2 separate regions of the Ovis aries genome follow, and region 1 is linked to region 2. Evidence: chromatin contacts called from public Hi-C data. All regions are on one chromosome and are shown on one strand. Each heading gives the region's core, a stretch centred on a gene start, on an enhancer-like site or on the middle of the called end of the contact. The rest is flanking DNA. Distances are from core to core; before and after follow the strand shown.

Region 1 (5,325 bases), core at 451-2,950, 310 kb after region 2:
GACAGAGGAACCCGGTGGGCTACCGTCCTAGGGATCGAAAAGAGTTGGACACGACTGGATGGCTAACACAGCGCTGGAAGGCTGGAGGTCCCCAGTCAAGGTACTGGCAGATGGGACTTCCTGGTGGTCCAGCGGTTAAGACTTTACCTTCCAGTGCAGGGAGCGCAGGCTAGATCCCTGGGCAGAGAGCTAAGATCCCACATGCCTTGCAGGCAAAAGCTCAAAACGTAAAATAGCAGCGATATTGCAACAAATTCAATAAAGACTTTAAAATGGTCCACATCAAAAACAATAGAACCTTAAGTGCTGGCAGAGCACGCTGCCTCTGAAGGCTCCTGGGGCGGGTCCTTTCTCGCCTCTCCCGGTGTCTGGGTGTCCATGCCCCTGGGCGCTCCTCGGTTGGTGGACAAACCAACCGCTCCAGTCTCTGCCTCTGCCTCACATCGTGGTCACTTCACGTCTGAACCTCTGTCCTCAAATTTTCCTTTCCTTCTAAAGACACCACCCACCTTGGATTTAGGGGCCCGCTAATCCAGTAAGACTTCTTCTGAATTTTTAAAAAACTGAGATAGATTGACATGTAACATTATATTAGCATCTGGCACACAAGATATGTCTGTGCACTCACGCTAAGTTGCTTCAGTGATGTTCCACTCTTTGTGACCCCAGGGACTGCAGCCCACCAGGCTCCTCCATCCATGGGATTCTCCGGGCGAGAAAACTGGAGCGTGTAGTGGGTACCCCTTCTCCAGGGGATCTTCCGGATCCAGGGATCGAACCCTGGTCTCCTGCACTGCAGGCAGGTTCTTTACCATCTGAGCCGCCAGGGACGCCCTGGTCTCCGTTGGTTCCTGCTTAATTCCTGAGCTGGATTCTCTGGGCTTCCCTTCAGTTCCCTCCGGGTCCAAGTACCCTTTCACCTAATTCCCTCTCCGTCTCAAATACAAAAAGTCTGATTTTTGTTGTTGTTGTTGCTGCTGTTGTTCTCAAGCAAGAACTCTGAGTAATGGCAATACCATATTAAAGTAATTTATTATCCAAACAGTTCCAGAAGGTTCCAAGGGGCAGCAGAACCCGAGGACAATTAGCTTCAGGAGAGTAACTTCCATTAAGAACATTATGGCAGGACATTAAATATTGACTACCAAGTTATCCTTTTGTTGTAAATATTTTATACAAATGACAAAGGATAAAGCTACTTTATAAATAAAGTAGTTACATCAGAAAATTTCAGACTTTACTCTTCAGTATCTAGAGGTCTGAAAGGGAAATTCAAATTATTTTAAAAATTGAAATTCAAAGCTTTATGAAAAAAATAAAAGGAGTTCAACTAGCGTTATTCCTTTTAATAATTTTCCTGGCTGTTGAAGCAGTCCCCCAGTGCAGGACCATCTGCAAATTTAAGGAAATTCTCCCGTTCAGTATGAATTAATTTTCTTGCTTCAACCAACGTATCTGTAAAGCAATTAACCAGCCGTTGGAGAAGGAAAAGGCAACCCACTCCAGTACTCTTGCCTAGAAAATCCCATGGACGGAGGAGCCTGGTGTCCATGGGGTCGCAGAGAGTCGGACACGACTGAGCGACTTCACTTTCACTTTCAAAGTAGCTGCGGCTCCCGGCTGCGCGCGGTCCCGGGCTAAGTGTGGCAGGCGCGCCCTCTACTGGCGACTCACAGAAACTGCCCGCTCTCTACTCACGAGGCGGCAAAGAAAGCGAAAGAGGCGTCACGTGGTCTTCCCCGGGGCTCGGATGGTGAAGATCCGCCCGCAGTGCGGGAGACGCAGGTTCGATGCCTGGAGAAGGGAGTGGCAACCCACTCCAGCACTCTTGCCTGGGAATTCCCACGGGTGAGCCTGGTGGGCTACAGTCCAGGGGGTCCCAAAGAGTCGGACACGACGGACACGGCTCTGAGCGACTTTCTTTCTCTTTCTGTAGTCAGCGGCACTGGACCCTTTGGGACCCCCTGGGCTGTAGCCCCCCAGGCTCGTCCGCGGGACTCTGCAGGCAGGCCTACTGGAGTGCGTCGCCTTTTCCTTCTCCGCGAGCTGTGAAACAGGGCTTCAAAAGCAGGAAGCAGTTCTACTGTAACCCCCTGGAAAATTGTCTGAGGTAGTAGCCTCAGGGTAGGAACAAGAAAAGAAATCAGCTGTGAAGGAATCTTGGCCTACCGCTCTCTGAATTAAAATGAAAAATGCATCCCAATAGAACGTTTGTTCAGTAGAAAAATTGCAAAATCCACAAATGTGAGCCAAGTATTAATTTTAAATTTCCTAGTGGCCATATTTTTTAAAAAAGTAAAGCCAAACAAGTAAAATTTATTTTAATTATGCATTTCCTGTTCAACCCAATATATCCAAAACGCTATCACTTCAGCATGCAATCCATATAAGAAATTAATTAGCTATCCTTCACTGAGCTTAAGCCTTTGAAATCTGGACTGTATTTTCCACTAGTGGTACGGCCCAGTTTGGACTAGCCACACTTCAGGGGCTCGGTAGCCCCCTGGGGCTAAGGGTTGTTAATTAGACATCGTGGGAGCAGAGAAACTCCAACAGCAAGGACAGGAACACAACAGATAAGACATTAGCTGTCTCATAATTTATAATTCATAGCTCAGGGTGGCATCTCACAATTTTTCCAAAAGCTGTTTAGAAAAGGACCGTCAAAGAGGAATAAATTGGCCGTCAAGAACATTGTTGATGATGCTCTGTACAAGGCTCTGGAGAGTGATTTGACATCACACACCCAGAGCTTTCAAACGTTCGGAACTTACACTGTGGGAACCGGAGCAGCAGGGTCTGAGCACAGGCTGGCTCTGGGTACTGAGAAATGGAGTATTTCCCACCACATCAGGGAACAAGGACGTCACCACATCGGTGTTGCAGCCCTCCAACGTGAGCCAGGGAGCCCCAAGGGCACTCAGGAAGGACGAACCTCAGGCTGCAGCCAGCCCTCCAGAGAGCCCCACGGGAGCTCGAGATGTGGAAAAACACAGGCAACTGGCCTGCACGGTGGAGGTGCACTCGGAAGGAATGAATTCAGGGAGCCCAGACGGCTGCATCCTCCCACACGCGCACTAAATTCCTCAACTTGGGGTACCCGGCTCTCTTTAATTAATAATGCTCTCTTGACGTTCAGCCTACCTGCCTTTTGTTGCAAAACCTCCATATAACCTGCTCCGCCCCTCACCTCCTGGAGCCGTTCTCTCAGCCTTACTTGAGGTGCTGCCTCCCGGGTTTGTTGCTGGTCAGTCGCTCAGTCATGTCCGACTCTGGCAACCCCATGACCTGTCCATCACCAACCCCCAGAGTGCACCCAAACTCGTGTCCATTGAGTCGGTGATGCCATCCAACCATCTCATCCTCTGTCGTCCCCTTTTCCTCCTGCCCCCAATCCTTCCCAGCATCAGGGTTCTTTCCAATGAGTCAGCTCTTCGCATCAGGTGGCCAAAGTATTGGAGTTTCAGCTCCGGCATCAATCCTTCCAATGAATATACAGGGCTGATCTCCTTCAGGATGGACTGGTTGGATCTCCTTGCAGTCCAAGGGACTCTCAAGAGTCTTCTCCAACACCACAGTTCAAAAGCATCAATTCTCTGCGCTCAGCTTTCTTTATAGTCCAACACTCACATCCATACATGACCACTGGAAAAATCATAGCCTTGACTAGATGGACCAGTCTTAAAAATTTCCACTGAGTAAAGTATAACGCTCAGCTTCTAGGCCATGGCTAGAAGTGTTTTAAAGCTTAAACCGTGTCTCAGGTGGGCAGCATCGAGCTCCCGTTTGACAGCAGCATGGCTCTCTGTCCTTCCACCTGGTGCACCTCTGTGGGCTCTCAGGGTGATGCAGCTGTCAGTGGCAGAGGTCTAGCCCGGACTCATGGGAAGAGCCTAGAGACTGCTCATCAGCACTTTCTTGGCGGGCTTTCCTTACTCTTCTTGTGGGATCTGAGCCTGGATGGCTAAGTTAAATGTAAGATGCATGTATAAAATTAATGAATTAATGCATATAATTTAACTAATTAAAATAAGCATATAATTAAGCTCATGAAATGTACTGTTGATTATAAACGTCTTTGTCCTCAGGGGCATTTTTGGTGGGTCTAATTAGAAGCAGCCACAGCTTGCGGTGGAAGAGCACGGCTTTCCCAACAGGGCCCACTTCCTCGGCCCCAGAACAGGGTTTTGCCCTAGGAAAGGGTCGGAGTTGCAGACCAGGAGCTTGGATGAAACTGTTCAACTGCCTGATGCTATTAGGAAAAAAGGGAGGGAATTTATTCAACAATATGCGATTACTTAACAATAATTACTTAATTATATTTCCATATAATGGATATTGTGCAGCTTTCAAAGTAAGGTTTCAATGAATGTTTTTCCACTTTATGTTTGGTTTTGGTTTTCTCAGTGATATCCAAGTTTTGAATGGTTATGAAAAGCTTGAGCCGCTCCCCCCGCCCATTTCCTTCCATCTTCCTTCTTCCCAAAAGGCAGACTAGGTGAAATTCACCTTCCACTAGAGAAGACTGTAAGGGATGAGGTATCGGGGGCGGGGGGGGGTGGAAGTAAAATTCCAAGTAATTTAATGTGTGGAGCTGGAACAGGCATACCAGGAAATTGTTGAAGATATGGGGTTAAGTAGTCACGTAACTCGATGAATTTTCAAAAATCAGGCATTAAAACTGTAACAGTTTTGACAACTGAATTCAGTTCTAATACAGAGAAAAGAAAATAGTCTGGCATCTTATTAATCAATTCAGTTATTAACACATTCAGTAGTCTGGAGGAAGCATTACTGTTAAAACTTTGTCATATTCAGAGCAAACTCAGTTGCGTGAAGGAGAATCTTTGCAAGCACACTGTCTGCCCCCAGGATGGATATTAGGGTGTGATGGTTTTGTATGGTTCAGATGGTAAAGAGTCTGCCTGCAACGCAGGAGACCCGGGTTCGATCCCTGGGTCGGGAAGATCTCCTTGAGAAGGAGATCTCTACTAGAGAGGATCTACTGGAGACGCAGCCCGCTCCAGGACTCTGCCTGGAGAAGCCCACGGACAGAGGAGCCTGGCGGGCCACAGCCCATGGGGTCTCACAGAGTCGGACTCGACGGGGCGACTAACACTTCCACTTTCCTTCCCCTGGGATGGATGTTAGGATTCGGTGGCTTTGTATCCCAGCTGCATGGGGCCCCGGGAGAGGGTGACCGCTTCAGAGGCCCGCCTGCGCCCACACACACTCTCAGCCTGCCCCTTCCTCTCTCGGGCCTGGTGACCTCAGGGAGAGCCTCTCTGCGGAGCATGCTGTCCCCTGGGCCTCCTCCGGGTTTGA
Region 2 (4,894 bases), core at 681-3,180:
GCTCTAGGCCAGGCACTTGTAGCGAATCCCTGACATGCATTATCTTCTTTATTCTTCACACCCATCTTAAAGGGCCCTTTACTTTGTTCTTGTGCTGTAAGAAAAGAGCCGAGACCATTGAATGCTCATTTCTCAGATTTGCTGGGGACGATCAGACTCTGTGTTTGGACCCAGTGAGCATTTGGATAACTCTGTCTGAATATATGGGCTTCCTGGCTGACCCAGGTGGTAGAGGATATGTCTGCAGTGCTGGAGACACAGGTCAGTCCTCAGGTCAGGAAGATCCCCTAGGGGAGGGCATGGCAACCCACTCCAGCATTCTTGCCTGGAAAATCCCATGGACAGAGGAGCCTGGCGGGCTGCAGTCGTTTGGGTCACACAGAGTCGGGCTGGCCTGAAGCAGCTGAGCGTGGATGCATGCCCGTCTGAATATGTAAAGCAGCGAGTGGAGTGTTTTTCCCTTGGTGGATTAATCAGGTATGAAGGGGAAAACAAGACATAGTTCCAGTTAGCCCCCCAAACCTGGAATTAGCACACAGTTTCACTAAGGGAGACGGCGCATACAGAGGTCCAGCCTCACTGTGTGAGGAGCGGCTGATGATGCTGACCACGCTTTTGTCTGTCTGGGGCGAGTATTCAGTAGAGGGATCAGGTGTTATTTTTGTCTCCCCAGTGCTGTGCATGGTCTTAGTACATGTAGGTGTTTGAGAAATGTTTGTTCAGTTAATGATTAAGGTTTTCTAACATCAAACATTGGTTTGAATTCTGTATTTGGCCTAATACATTACCCAGATACTCTGCCTGTTTGAAATTATTCCTTTTACATACAACCACCTCTGGAAATCTTGGCAGTAATCTTGAAGGTGAACATTTAAGGCATCATTAAGGGGAACTTCCTGTGTTATTAAGTATAAATGTGCACAATTATTTTTCATGACTACATAATTTTCCACCACGTATATTTATATATCTGTATCTGTGCTGTACTTTATTTAACCAATTCTTTTTACTTTTTAAATTATTTTTAATTGGAGGATAATTGCTTTACAACGCAGTACTGATTTCTGCTAAACAACATACAACTGCTCAAATATTCCCTCCCTCTGGAGCCCCTTTCTCCTCCCCCATCCCTCCCCTCTAGGTCATCAAAGGGTGCCAGGCTGGGCTCCCTGCGTTATAGACCAGCGATTTGTAAATTCTTATCTATGCATTTGGATTTAGGTTTTGTTTTTGTTTTGAGACAAATTCCCAGAGTTGATCAAAATTGCTTCCCACAGTCCTGAAGGGTTTGTGCTGAGCTATCCTCACTCTCTCACTGCCCCAGTGACCTTGGCACCTTTTACAAAAAGCAGACAAGAGGGAATTCCCTGGCAGTCCAGTGGTTAAGACTCTGCACTTTGACTGCCGAGAGTATGGGTTCAGTCCCTGGTTGTGGAACTTAAGATACCACAGGCTGTGCAGCCAGAAAAACATGAAAACAAGAACTAAACAGACAGAACCCCACAAAGGCAGACAAGGGTTTAGGGTGGTGCGTCTCACTGGGGGTGGTCCTGACCCCCCCCCCCCCCGCCATGACATGTCTTTGGTGGTCATGGTCTGGGGGAGAGGGTGCTGCTGGCATCCGATGGCAGAGACCATAGGTGCTCTCCACTGCCCCGCGCGGGACAGGACGGCCCCAGCACAAGAATCATCCCCCCCAAGTGCCAGTGGTGCTGAGACTGAGAAGCCTTGTGAAGAAAGGTCCAGAAGAAACGCCACAATCACAGCCCTCAGAAGACCCAGATGGTCGATCTAGTGTGTCCATAGCTTTGGTCAAATTAGCGCCAGATGAGTTAGCTAGCCGGGACAAGGAACTGCTCCCCTACACGTGGGTGACCTCTACCTTCAGAGGTACTGGATTAACTTCTACCAGGAGAGGGCGCAAGGGTTTTCTTCTTCCTTAATCTATTGTTAAACAGTTTTCTGAGTTTGAGTCTTAGCAAAGCAAGGCAATAGACATAAATAGCACATGTGCTTAGCGCCCTAGGCCCAGAGCTGAGCTGACAACCACGGCTGTTCGTCAGGACACCGACCTTCGCTACATGTCGGGGGGTAAACGGGGCAGGAAGGAGTCAGGACCGGTATAGAGAAACTTGCCTCTTGCAGAGTGCACCCCCGGACCCCACAGACACAGGAGCAGACATCTAACAGCCCTCCCCTCCGTGCTGGTTTCTCTAACGGCGGGAAGGCTGGAACCCCCATACACCAGCCAAAGGCACCCGGACTCCTCGGAAGGGCGCACTGGGCGGTAGGCACTTCAGTTCCATGTCGTGAGGGTCGGCGGCTGGGCCCTGAGTCCCTTTAGTTATCAATGGAGGTGTCTGTGGCGGGATATGGAAGAGACTAAGGCCTCAGCCACCTGACCCTTCCAGACCAGGCGCCCCCCTCGGGAGACAGGGGAAGCAGGGAGACTCGGGCCGCTCTGCCTGGTGTCGACCCCCCCGGGCGGACGAGACGCCTCTCCCAGTACCCCAGCCCTGGGCCGGAAGACCTCCCTGCCCAGCCTCAGCCGCTTGTATAAATAACTGTGCTTCACGGCCCATTTCTGATGTGCATTACAAAGAAAGAAATCATTTCTGAAGTGGGATGAGCTAACATAGCATCTCTTAACCCAAAGCATGGGCACGGAGGGATCTGGGAACGAGCCCTGAGCTCAAGGGAGGAGGTCTGTGTGGAATCCTAGCTTTGACATTTTATTGCCTGTGACCTTGAACAAATTACCCGAGGCTGAGCTTCATTTATCTCACCCATAAAACTGGTTGTTGTGAAGATAAACGTAGGTGACTCGGGCCATTTGTAAACGTGGCCCCGAGCGTGAACTAGAGGAAACATCACCCGGCTCTCTGGTCTGTCCTCTTGCTAACCTGCTGTGATCCTCCTCAAACTGCCCTAGCCTCCAGGCGGTCTGCTGAGCCTGCTAATTTCCAGAAACAAGCGGCCAGCTCCCTCTAAGGTGTCAGCTCTTGGTTCTCAAGATAGTTGATGATTTCTAAAGAAATCGTGAATTCAGACGTACACACATGATGTGTTCTGGCGGAAAATTGGAAGCGATAACACACGCCCAGCTCTACTTCCTCATAGATTATTAAGTCAGGCTGTAGGGCCGAGAGGCATCATTTAATGCGCGACCCCCCCCCCCCCCCCGCCCCTGAGATGGAATCTACCCCATAATCTGCCCGTCTATGATTCTAAAGTGCAGAGCAGAGCCTGTGGTTTCAGGAGTGAAGCTCCGAAAGCTATTTTCACGGGGGAGTCTTCTTGCTTTCTCAAACATCCTGATCAGGGTGATTTCCGAAGTCTGTTTGAACAGTCTGTCATTATTTGTTTAAGTCTGAAAGCTGTTTTAAATAAACACATGCTCATTCTATGTATTAGAAGCAACAGAGAGGGAAGAAGAAAGCCCGGGCCGTCGTCACATGATTTGGACAAAGCCCCCGCCTGTATGTTCAGGGTGCACGCAGCACCTGGTTGTGTTGGGACTGGCCAGGGCTCTGCCCGACCTCAGGGATGGGCACGGCAGGTCTCCAGGGGAGGGCCCCTTCTCCTTCTGTTAGCCCCCAACTTCAGAGGGGAGGCAGGCAGCGCCCCAGCTCTGGAGGCCCTTTTGCAGACAGCTTCCCCACAGACTTCCCATTCAGAGGCCACAGATGGCTGGAGTCTGAGTTCCAGCAGCGCCGACCTCAGAGGAGCAGGGCAGCTAATGCCCCAAGCCCAGGCCCTGGCTGCAGGGCTGGGAGTCGGCCAGGGAGGTGTGGACGGACCAGGTAGGAACAGACAGCTCAAGTCAGCGAAGGTGGGAGGAGGGGGTCAGAGTGTCCTGTCCCTGCCCTGGGACCACTCAGCCCCATCCCTCCCGCCCCCATCCCCGCCACACCTCCCTCAAGGCAGCCCACTCTCCATCCCTCCCTCAAGGCAGCCCACTCTCCAAGATTTTCCTTTCCCCTTCAGGTCCTTCAAAAAGTTTTATTTAAACCTGATTCCGAATAAAATGAGATTTAAAAACCAATGAATCAGAATGGCAAGAACTGAAGAAGACCACTGAGTTCCACTGAAAAGGATGGTGTGGGGGTGGGGGCAGGAGCCCAGAAACCCTCACACAGCTCAGGGGCTCTCAGGAGCAGGTAAGCGGAGAGGCCGTTCATGTTTGGAAATGCGCAACAGAAGCTTTAAAAATATTGCTCATGTGTTAGCGATTCTACTTCTAATTATCTTGAAAACAATTAATAAAACTTTAAAACAAAAATATCTGAAAATATGATAGTGAGTATGTTATGGTTTAGTCGCTCAGTCGTGTCTGACTCTTTGTGACCCTGTGGACTGTAGCCCGCCGGGTTCCCCCATCCATGGGATTGCCCAGGCAAGAACACTGGAGTGGGCTGCCATTCCCTTCTCCAGGGGATCCTCCTGATCCAGGGATCGAACCCACACCTCCTGTGTTGGCAGGTGGGTTCTCTACCACTGACCCGCCAGGGAAGCCCACTGGAATATGGATCAGTCACTAAAACTTGTGCCCTGTATTTACTGGCAAGGGAAGATGTCCCCAGCATAACACTGAGTGAAACAGCGCAGCAGCCTCTGCCAGTCCAGGCTCCCGCTGGCTCTTAGCACTCACAGGGAAATGGAACGGTGACCTTGGTCGGCTATAAACAGATGGGAAACTCAGGCACGTTCCAGTCTTGGAGCTGACTGTGGATGCCTTATGTGATCATGGCAGAGCCTCGGTGGGGAAGCCGTCCTGCCCTTGAGTAGATCCTGGCCTAGAGAATGGACTCGTGTGCTTCCACGTGCGTGTGAAACTCAGCTAGATGGAGGCCTGCCGCCGTTTCTGCTCTGCACCGAGCAGAAGCAGGGAGAA

Evidence for each region. Hi-C and Micro-C count contacts between places; a contact is called where the count stands out from the background.
Region 1: a contact with region 2 is called in a Hi-C map of liver, with 3 times the contacts expected there. The contact joins two enhancer-like sites. A contact is called at or near these places in 6 of 16 Hi-C or Micro-C datasets (blood, hypothalamus, liver and 2 more).

What each region holds. Positions count from the first base shown.
Region 1 is chr23:62,016,416-62,021,740 of ARS-UI_Ramb_v3.0, forward strand. No RefSeq gene overlaps it. Among named protein-coding and RNA genes, the nearest start is that of VPS4B, 17 kb to the left of the region's middle. Within about 2 kb of position 1,701, at least 19 of the 54 cell types and tissues checked have an H3K27ac peak or open chromatin away from gene starts, as enhancers often do. A contact at or near this core is called in liver, where this site is marked.
Region 2 is chr23:61,709,496-61,714,389 of ARS-UI_Ramb_v3.0, forward strand. The region is part of intron 1 of BCL2 (BCL2 apoptosis regulator); the gene reads right to left. Among named protein-coding and RNA genes, the nearest start is that of BCL2, 190 kb to the right of the region's middle. Within about 2 kb of position 1,931, at least 9 of the 54 cell types and tissues checked have an H3K27ac peak or open chromatin away from gene starts, as enhancers often do. A contact at or near this core is called in liver, where this site is marked.